Regions from separate parts of the Triticum aestivum genome. Here region 1 is linked to region 2. The links are chromatin contacts, called in public Hi-C maps. All regions are on one chromosome and are shown on one strand. Each heading gives the region's core, a stretch centred on a gene start, on an enhancer-like site or on the middle of the called end of the contact. The rest is flanking DNA. Distances are from core to core; before and after follow the strand shown.

Region 1 (5,227 bases), core at 131-2,630, 180 kb after region 2:
AATCTCAGACACTCCAACCTTAGTGTAACTGTTGAGAGGGCATTTGGAGCTCTGAAGAATAGATTTAAAATCTTGGATCAGAAGCCATTCCACCCATACTCCACTCAGGTTAAGCTTGTTCTTGCTTGTTGCATTCTGCATAACTGGATCCTCCAGTGGGGCTTTGATGAACACATGCCAGAGGAGGAAGAGGTCAAGCCTGACGATGTTGTTAGCTCCGGCCATGGTGTGGAGGCATTTGACAATGACGCTTGGAAGAACAAAAGGTTGGAGTGGGCAGATGCAATGTGGCTTAACAGAGGTCAGTGCCAGATTTGAAGAAGAGGAAGACGAAGAAGCAGCAGCACAAGAAGAAGCAAAAGCAGAAGCAGAAGCAGAAGAAGAGGAAGATGAAGATCTGGTAGCAGCAACACCAATGAACTATCCCCTATTTAGCCAATGGCTTAATAATTTGTTCTGTCATTTGATAGTAGTTAGGATGAATTGTCATTTGTTTAACTAGCTGACACTATATGTTCAGATTATGTGTGGTAAGCTCATCACTAGTTAGAAATGGTGACAACACCTTATACGGGTTGCAACCAAACATCATGTCATATGTGCGTCCAATGCAATGCGGGCAACCAAACACCGGGCCAAAAATGGTTGTCTCATGCAACTAAGGTACATGCAGGCAACCAAACTATGTGCATCTGGAGTCTTTTTGTCTGCATCCCCTCAAACCGGCTCACTAGAGCCAGGCTCACCGGGCCAGACTCAATTGACAATGTAACCAAACACGCCCTTATATGTTCTCCCTTGGCCCGAAGCTCCGACGGCGTCTCATGCCGGAAACCACGAGCACCGCTTTCCATCGGCAGAATCATGAATGGGTTCTCTACTGGATACACACGGATGAAGCCTCGCCATAAATCTCCAGATATACATACACACGGATGAAGCCTCGCCACAAATTTCGGTTAACTCAGTATATTGAATTTTCATTTTTATGATATTACCTCCGTCCCAAACTGCATCTTAAATTTGTCCGGATACAGATATATCTAACACTAAAACATGTCTAGATACGGGACATTCGTATATATCTACACAAATAGTAGTTTCTTGGTCCGGAATTGCTCGGAGGGAGTATTTTATCTTTTGAGAGACTTTTCTTGAGAAGATTTTTGTTTTCTTCTTCTTTTTCTTAGGTCGAGGGAGGGCGGTGCGGGGCGGTGCTCTGCTCGTGGGCAGAGAGCCGAACAACCCCGCAAAAGCCCAAGCGGCCCTCCTCGCGCTCACGCGTCCCATCCGGCCTCTCTCTCTCTCTCTTATCTCGCGTCGCCGCCCCCGCAGCCGCAGTCCCCACCGCCTCCCTGGCCCCCCAAATCAATCAACAAAATCCCCACCCAGATCTCCTCCGATCGCCCATCGATGCCCCCTCCCCCGCCGCCCACCGCCTCCTAGCCGCCGCGCCGCACCCACCGCCTCCGACGAGGCGGCCGCCGCCCCCCTCCCCCTCCTCCCCCGTGTATGGAAACGCGCAGCCGCAAGCGGGCGGAAGCCTCGTCGTCTTCCTCCACCACCCCGACCTCCTCCTCCTCGGCCCGCTCCTCCAAGCGCGCCCGCCCCAACCCTAACCCTAGCCCCGCCCCCGCCGCGCCCGCACACCCCGCGCCCCGCGCCCGCCGCTCCGTCCTCCTCTCCCCGCCCGCCCCGCAGCCCCCGATGGACTTCCCGGCCGACGGCGGCGGCAACAACCCCCCGCCCCGCCGCCGCGGCGGCCGCGCCTCCAACGCCGACAAGGGCAAGGAGCAGCAGGAGCCCTCGGAGAGCTCCCGCGTGCGCGAGGCCGAGCGGATGCTGGGCCTCAGCTTCGACGGCATGGACGACGACGACGAGGGCCACGGGGCCTTCCCCCACGGCCTCACCTCCGCCAGCAGCGCCCTGCAGGGGCTGCTCAGGAAGCTCGGCGCCGGCCTGGACGACATGCTGCCGTCGTCCGGGCTCTCGGCCGCCGCCGCGGCTGCCTCCTCGTCGTCCATGTCTGGGCCGAACGGCGCGCGGATGAAGAGCATGCTCGCGGGTCTCCGCGCCGACGGGGAGGAGGGGCGCCAGGTTGAGGCACTCACGCAGCTCTGCGAGATGCTGTCCATCGGCACGGAGGACACCCTCGCGGGCTTCTCAGTGGACTCGTTCGTGCCTGTTCTGGTCGGGCTGCTCAACCATGAGAGCAACCCCGACATCATGCTGCTCGCCGCGCGGGCCCTGACCCACCTCTGCGACGTGCTTCCGTCGTCCTGCTCTGCCGTTGTGCACTATGGCGCCGTGGCATGCTTCTGCGCCCGGCTTCTCACCATTGAATATATGGACCTTGCTGAGCAGGTGAGCACTGCTCTGTTGCATCGCTTGCTTGGTTTATATATAGTACATGCTGCTTCTTTATCATGTTGCCTGATCCAGATCAATGCTTAGTGAACCATTCTTGTGTACTGTATTATGCATGATTATCCATAGAGCCTTAACCTACATTACACGAGTTTCCTTTTAGTGTTGCAGGTCATTTGGACTTGCTCATGAGTAGTTTGCCTTTTGTGTAGCTGTGGTTTTTTTCCCATTTTAGTGCTAAAACAAACATGAGTGAGAAGGTTACAAACATGATTTTTGTTGGCGTTGTGCCCATACTTGAGAAGTTCCACTGTATGCTTTCTATGTTATGTTTCTGACTCAAGTTTCAGTGACCTGTACAGATGTGGTAATTGTAAGTTAGCCTCAGTTAATATTAAGTTTGAAATATTGTGTATAATCAATTTTGAAGGAACTATATATTTGAAATAGCTTGTTTGATTGTTCACTTGGCAAGTACCAAATATTGCCTAGTTCAGTAGCTCACCATTTAATGATGTCACAAGAAATATCTAGAGAGTTAGGCAGAAAGTGATACCTTAGTAGCCTTGGGGCCTGCCAAGGGTCTAGTCACTGGTCGCTCTGGGAGGAAGAAGCTGAGGATAGGAGACACATGAAAGAAAAAATAGTTAGATGAAAGCATGTCCCAATGCACGTGATGCCTTAAAGCCTTAGGGAGCTTGTGGGCATGGAGATGTCTTCCCTTCCTCTGCTGCCGCAGGAGGACTCGGGCTCCAAATCCTCACCAGCGAACGCAAATCCATCTAAGGACCTCATCTGCCCCTTAGAAGACTTTCTAGGCCTGATCATGGTGGTGCTCCTGCCGAGCACCTGGGTGCCATTTAACATGGTTTTGCTGTGCCAAATCACCTATTTGTGCATGACTAAGCTAACTATTTGAACATGTTTTTCATCTGAAATATTTCTAGCTCAGGGTCTGATTTCACGCCTGTGTATGTGCTACTGTAATGATCCATCTGAAATACTAAGAAGTTGGTTGGAAATCAGATGCTAAGATTCATGTAACCGGTTTCTGGCTATGTTTCTTCTCTGCCTTCCCATCTTATATGGATATTATACTTCTACTTTTCTTGGGTCTAATTCAAAACAATGTGAATTAACTTGATAGCATCTGTTTGAATTCCTTTGTAACCCTTTGTGCAATTGAATCTAGTTTGCTGCTCCACAATATGTTATTGAGTAGTATCTACCACTATTAGCTTTATCACCTACGACATCTGAATTACTTTCTTAGATTTTGATATTGTATTGCTTCTGTGGTACTTTAGATTAGCCACTTTCCTTGTTTTGTTTTGTCGTTTAAAATATGCTGCAGGAAGAATCTATCATTGATAGATCTTGATGTGGTACTAATATTTTCTTATGCCTTTTCTGGGTATTTTAGTCCTTACAAGCACTCAAGAAGATATCCCAGGAGCATCCAACTGCCTGCTTGAGGGCTGGCGCGCTAATGGCAGTGCTATCGTATCTTGACTTCTTCTCCACCGGTGTTCAAGTAATTTTTCTAAATACTTTTATGTTTTTCCAGCATTTAGACATAACATTCTCAATACTTGCGTTATTTTTTTGCACCATTTAGAAATTGGGACATACTAATTTGTAATATCACTTTATCTTTTTGTTGCACACATACTGTACTACATTTTTATTACTACTCACAGTTGTTTTTTTGGTGGAATGTATACAGAGAGTTGCGTTATCTACAGCTGCCAATATGTGTAGGAAGCTTCCTTCAGACGCCTCAGATTTTGTAATGGAAGCGGTTCCACTGCTAACAAATCTTCTGAACTACCATGATGCAAAAGTATGCTTGTTGTCTGTATTTGGATACCCTGATTATGCCATGATACCATCTATTCTGAGATGCTGATTATCTGTATCAATTTATTCCAGGTGCTGGAACATGCTTCTGTTTGCCTGACTCGTATAGCAGAATCGTTTGCTTCATCCCCAGAGAAATTGGATCAATTGTGCAATTATGGATTGGTTGCACAAGCTGCTAGCTTAATAGCTGTTAGCAACTCAGCGGGACAAGCATCACTGAGTACATTAACATATACAGTATGCTTCTATTTCACTTATTTACTGTATTATTTAGTATTTACGCAACTTTGCTAACTCTGGCTCATATATCCTTGAAGGGAGTAATTCGTGTTCTGTCAATATGTGCAAGTGGATCTTCATTGGCAGCTAAAACACTCCTCCTCCATGGAATTAGCGGCACACTTAAAGATATCCTTTCAGGTTCTGGTTTGGTTGCTGGTACAACTGTATCCCCCACTAGGCCAGCTGATCAGGTGATTATTGCTTTATGAGGGCTATATCTATATTATATATTACAGCTACTTACTGTTTTATTTGAATGCCATCGGTTGATGACTCTGTTCGGTGGTTGTTTTATCTGACTTAGCCGATGAAGCTTTTTGAGTGATACTTTTTTTTTTCAATCTTAAATTCACTCAAGTGTGCATTCAGTTCAGGTTTGTTTGGTAAACTGAAATTAATATCACACAACAGAATATTCAAAATTTGGAAGAAAGTTGCATGCTGGATACTTATTCTGTGTATAATAATTTGCCAAATGTTTCCCGTGCTCGTGCTGTTTGTGCAGTCCTGCAAGCTATAACAGTGAGCAAACAATGTGGTAAATTGGATTAGGGTTTGTCTTGGAACTCTTGGTTCATAGACCTCTCTGTTTTCTACCCGATTTTCTTTCTCCAGTTATAATGAAATTCACAATGATAGTATTGATCTTGATCAAGGTTTAGAGATGCGCTAGACTGGCGGTAGGTGACCGCCTATATGACGCCCAGCCACTGTT
Region 2 (5,496 bases), core at 1,427-3,926:
ACCAGTCAATCTCTGATTCCCATTACCCTCAAAGCAACTTCAGCCATCCCTTATCACCTACTTTTGGGCTCTGGGGCAAAAAATTCACTCCAACCCTCCCCTTACTCACCTCCATAAACCAGGGACCCCTCCTCAACCTATTTTCTCACTACATGTAAAAAGGCAGGGACCATCCCCTCCCCCGAAAAACACCAACAGACACTGTTTTCTTTGCTGACCGCCGAAGTTCGCCTGAGCACGTCGGCATTTGGCAGAGCTCACCAAAGCCCACCACAATTGACTGAAGCCCATCGGAGTTCACCGGAGCCCATCAGAGCTCGCCGGCCGCCAACTGCTAATTTTCCTTTTCCTCTTTTTTTAATGTGAAAAGAATAAAAGGAGGCCCCTAAATTAGAGAGCGAGAACCTCTAAAAAAGGTTTAGGGGACTGGTTGGAGTTACTCCCTTCAGGTCATGTCATCCAGCATTATTCTGAATAACAATTATTCCAAGTGTGAACATCATTCACAATAGAACCATACACTCTCACAAGGTTTGACTTGCTAATTGTTTTTCATGTGGCTTAGAACAAGAGAACATCCAATCTAGGATTCCAGTATATACGTCATCATCATTACACAAAAAGGTAAAATATAAATACTCTACTCCTCTTCAATTTTTTGGAAGCTCGGCATTAGCTGCCAGCTCTAATATGGCATGGCCTGCCAGAAGGTATTAATGGGATAGCCATCCATCACAGCAAGTTTTTCGTAACTGAATTCTATGTTCATATCCACGCATAGTGTCATGTCAAATGTCACATGCCACAGCCAAGATGCATTCGCAACTCTAATTATCACTCTGAAAAGAGTGCGATTGGTAGAATTCATAAGACATGGAGATTCAACTATTGAAATTAAGGTCATGTAAGAACCTAAAATGTAAATAGTTTATAATGATTTATTATTAACATATGTGGACCAACCGAAGTACTATGGGAAGCCAGGACATGGAGAACAATTCACTGCAAATATCGATGTTGTTTGGGATGAAGATACATTGCAGGTGGAGGAAATCAGGTGCTAGAGGCAGGGAAATCCACTGTACCGGCAAACAAGAAAACCATTTTAAGGTACACCAATCTAAAACTTAATTTGGTTAAGCTGATCAGGACAAGTTAAGTAATTACATTTAAAACGGGCTATTCTTGAGGTAGCAGCACAACTCGACTTGTATGACCACATAACAGATTAAACTCTCTGGATGTGTGCTCTTGAAGTAGCAAATGGCCTACTGATTAGTCAAAATGCATATTCCAGCAGAATATAAAGTAGAAAACAGCACTCCCACGCTTTTCCAAACCAGCAACACTAAATAAAGGCAATAGATTAAGTATTGTGTGGTTTAATTGCATACAATATACTAACCTCTGCCTTGACAAAACGTGAGTGTGCTTCTTGTTCTGCCACAGCTGATGTAGCTTTACCTCCAGAGGAGATCTCCAGTTTAATAGACTCCTTATGTTCGTCCTTTTTCAGCATCCTTGTAGTTCCCTCAGAACTCCTCTTCTCCCCACTCAGTTCCAAGGATTCCTTCATCTTCTTATTGGCTTCACCAACCACTTTAAAATCAGAATTGGCCATGGTAATGTCGGCAAGCTGATCGTTATGCCTGACATCAGGCATGTTAAGATCCCCTTTCGACTCAAACCCATTATCCCGTGTATCAGCCTCTGTGGCGATCTTGGATGCTCCTAAAATGAACAAACTAACAATCTATAATCGAAACGTAGGCAACATCATTGAAAAACTAACTGTTCTGTGTGCAGTAACTAAATAATAAGAATCGTTGCCAAACTATTCACCTTTTGTCTTGGCATCTGTCCGAGGAGGAACCTCTTTTGCGCCTTCAGCCTTCTTGCTTAGGGTTTGAGCATTCTTGTTTCCCTTATTCCCAATCGGGAGGGATAATCTGGCCGCCGGCGCTGGCACTGGCACGGGCGCCGTCTCCTCCCGCTTCTCCCTGGCCATGGCGAAAAGAGCGTCGGCGCCGTCCTTGTCCTCGGCCCTCTTGTCCTTGTCCTCGGCCCAGGAGGGGAACTCGCAGTAGCGGAAGCCGAACTTCTTGGGGACGTAGCCGGCGCAGCGCCAGAGGGCGGCGGAGAAGGCGGCGGAGGGCGGGGATCCGCGGAAGAGGGAGGCGTCGGCCCCGCCGCCGGGGAGGCCGTGGACGTGGACGCGGGCGGGGAGCGGGACCTCAGCCCACCTGCGGTAGAGCGGGGGCGGGCGGTGGGTGGGCAGCTCGGCGAGGAGCTCGGCGACCTCGGTCTCGTCGGCGGAGGAGGGGGCGCGCTTGTGCCGGCAGTTGTGGCAGGAGAAGGAGGTGTGCACGCCCCGGACGTAGCGCGCGCACCGCGTGTGCACCCAGACGCTGCAGTCGTCGCAGCTGACCATCTCCTCGCCGTCGTCGAAGGTGACGCCGCAGGAGCAGTCCACCGTCCAGGAGCCGTCCACCCAGTCGTCGGCGGGCGCGGGGGCAGGGGCGGGCGCGGCCGCGGCCGCGTGAGGGGCCGGCGGCTCCGGGCGGTGCAGGCGGCCGCCCTTCATCGGCGGCGACGGGGGGCAAAACCCTAGGTCCGATTCGCCGGATTTTTTTCTCTGCTCGTTTGGGTAGAAAGGGGAAGGGGAAGGAGGAGGCGTGGACGAGGGAATGCTCGGGCGGAACGGAATAGGGGGGAAAGTCCGATTTACCCCTCGAGAAGGGATCATCGTTTCGATGGTGAGCGGTGACATGTGTTTGGTTTGTGGAGTACTGTAGTGTTATGGGTATTCCACACCAACTGGTTCGGGATAGCCATTTTCTGTGTTTGGTTGAGAGTATGAGAAGTAGTTATAGATAGTCAATTTTATGTCTGGTTGGAAGGATAAGAGATGGATAAGTTGTTGAGATACTCTTTTTAGTAGAAATGGTGAGATTACCCACTATACGTGCCATTTGAACCATATTACAGATTTCAGAAGACTGTGCCAAGATTTTCCTATATGTTAACAATAGTTTTGAAAGTTGCACAAGTTCTCGTACACCAACAGTAATTTTGAAAAAATCATTAACTCATTGACGGATTTTAAAATTCACAAGTTCATACATAACCAGCCATATATTTGGCAGTGCACACAAACAACTCTCAAGTAGTATTGTCCTCAATTCACAATTCAACTCCATTAGCACATGTCATTGTCGTGAGTGAGGACGTACGCGTGAAACACGCACATGTACAACATGGCTGAAGCACATCACAACATGATTCGATCTCGCCACCGCCTGGCAACTCTGGTTGCCCCCCCCCCCACCCCTACAGCCACACGCCTGCATGTGACGCCCTCGGCCCTTGCAGCCACACACCGCCGCGACACCCCTATTGGTTGCCTTCGCCACCTCCGTCACATGAGATCTGACCGTCGATGCCCCAAATCTACGGTGGGATAGGGGATACCTAAGAGAGAGAAGAGATAGGACACAGACGTGCCTTGGTCCTGCCACCGCATCGACGCCACTAACCTTCGTCCAACCGCTCACTACTAGGAAATACCTTATAGGTAGAACCTTAACGGAAGCATTGGGTAATAGGCCACCACTACTGCTACTTAGCAGTAGCGTCGGTCCTCAGTAGCGCGTTGTTGCCAACAAGCACCGCTGCTAAGTTGTCCCCACCTTACCCACCGGGGCTATGTTGCGGCTTGAATTACGTCGGTATTTCCTCAAAGAGGAAGGGATGATGCAGCACAGCTATGGTAGGTATTTCCCTCAGTGATGAGACCAAGGTTATCGAACCAGTAGGAGAACCACGCAACACTACGTGAACGACACCTACACACAAAGAACAAATACTTGCAACCCGACGTAAAAGAGGGGTTATCAATCCCTCCCGGTAAAAAGATAGATAAAATTGTAGTAGATTGAATAAATAGATCTCGCAGGAACGCGAGATAAAATAAATAACAATAAATTACAGTAAGGTATTTTTGGGTTTTTGGATTAATAGATCTGAAAATAAAAGCGAATAAGAATAGATCTCGAAGGCAAATATGATAAAGAAGAGACCCGGGGGCGTAGATTTCACTAGTGGCTTCTCTCGATAAAAATAGCATACGGCGGTTAACAAATTACTGTTGGGCAATTGATAGAACTTCAAATAATTATGACGATATCCAGGCAATGATCATTATATAGGCATCGGGTCCAAGATTAGTAAACCGACTCCTGCCTACATCTACTACTATTACTCCACACATCGACCGCTATTCAGCATGCATCTAGTGTATTAAGTTCATGAAGAAACAGAGTAATGCAATAAGAACGATGACATGATGTAGACAAGGTCTATTCATGTAGGAATAGATCCCATCTTGTTATCCTTAATAGCAACAATACATACGTGTCATTTCCCCTTCTGTTACTGGGGATGAGCACCGTAAGATCGAAACCATCACAAAACACCTCTTCCCATGGCAAGAAAAATCAATATAGTCGGCCTAACTAAACTAAAGATTTGAAGAAGAAATATGAGGCTATAAGTAATCGTGCATTAAGAGACCAAAAGACTCTAATAGCTTTCATGGATAAAAACATAGATCAGATCATAAACTCAAAGTTCATCGGATCCCAACAAACACACCGCAAAAAGAATTACATCAAATAGATCTCCAAGAGACCATTGTATTGAGAAATCAAAAGAGAGAGAGGAAGCCATCTAACTACTAATTACGGACCCGTAGGTCTACAATGAACTACTCATGCATCATCGGAGAGGCACCAATGAGGATGATGCACCCCTCCGTGATGGTGTCTATATTGAATCTGTGATTTCTGGAACTTGCGGTGACTGGAATTGTGTTTCGTCGACTCCCCTAGGGTTTTTGGAATGTTGGGGTATTTATAGAGCAAATAGGCGGTGCGGGAGGCCCAGGCGCGCCCAGGTGGGTTGTGCCCCCCTCGGGGCACCCCTCTAGTACTTCTTCGGCCCATCCTGTGTCTTCTGGCCTAGAAAAATTCTCCAAAAAGTTTCGCTGCGTTTGGACTCCGTTTGGTATTGATTTTCTGCGACGTAAAAAACAAGCAAAAAACAGCAATTGCACTGGGCACTATGTCAATAAGTTAGTCCCAAAAAATGATATAAAGTTGCTATACAATGATTGTAAAACATTCAAAAATAATAATATAACAGCATGGAACAATAAAAAATTATATATATGTTGGAGACGTATCAGCATCCCCAAGCTTAATTCCTGCTCGTCCTCGAGTAGGTAAATGATAAAAATAGAATTTTTGATGTGAAATGTTGTCTAACATGTTCATCACATATTCTTTTCTTTGTAGCATGGACATTTGGACTTTTATATGATTCAATGCAATAGTCTAGTTTTGACATGAAGATTTCAATACTCAAGCATATCAACAAGCAACCATGTTTTTTAAAATATTGACACTAAAGCAAGTTATCCCTAGCCTATTATGCTCA

Evidence for each region. A called contact is a pair of places that touch in the nucleus more often than the background predicts.
Region 1: a Hi-C map of leaf shows a contact between it and region 2, with 5 times the contacts expected there. The contact joins the promoter of LOC123043381 here to the promoter of LOC123043380 in region 2. A contact is called at or near these places in 3 of 5 Hi-C or Micro-C datasets (all in leaf).

The regions. Positions count from the first base shown.
Region 1 is chr2B:48,228,098-48,233,324 of IWGSC CS RefSeq v2.1, forward strand. It overlaps LOC123043381 (E3 ubiquitin-protein ligase UPL3), which reads left to right and starts at 1,381. Exons shown (of 17, transcript XM_044465803.1): 1 at 1,381-2,364; 2 at 3,791-3,901; 3 at 4,094-4,210; 4 at 4,300-4,467; 5 at 4,548-4,703. The coding sequence starts at 1,513.
Region 2 is chr2B:48,050,930-48,056,425 of IWGSC CS RefSeq v2.1, forward strand. LOC123043380 reads right to left here and starts at 2,677. Exons shown (of 11, transcript XM_044465801.1): 1 at 1,843-2,677; 2 at 1,406-1,731. The coding sequence starts at 2,584.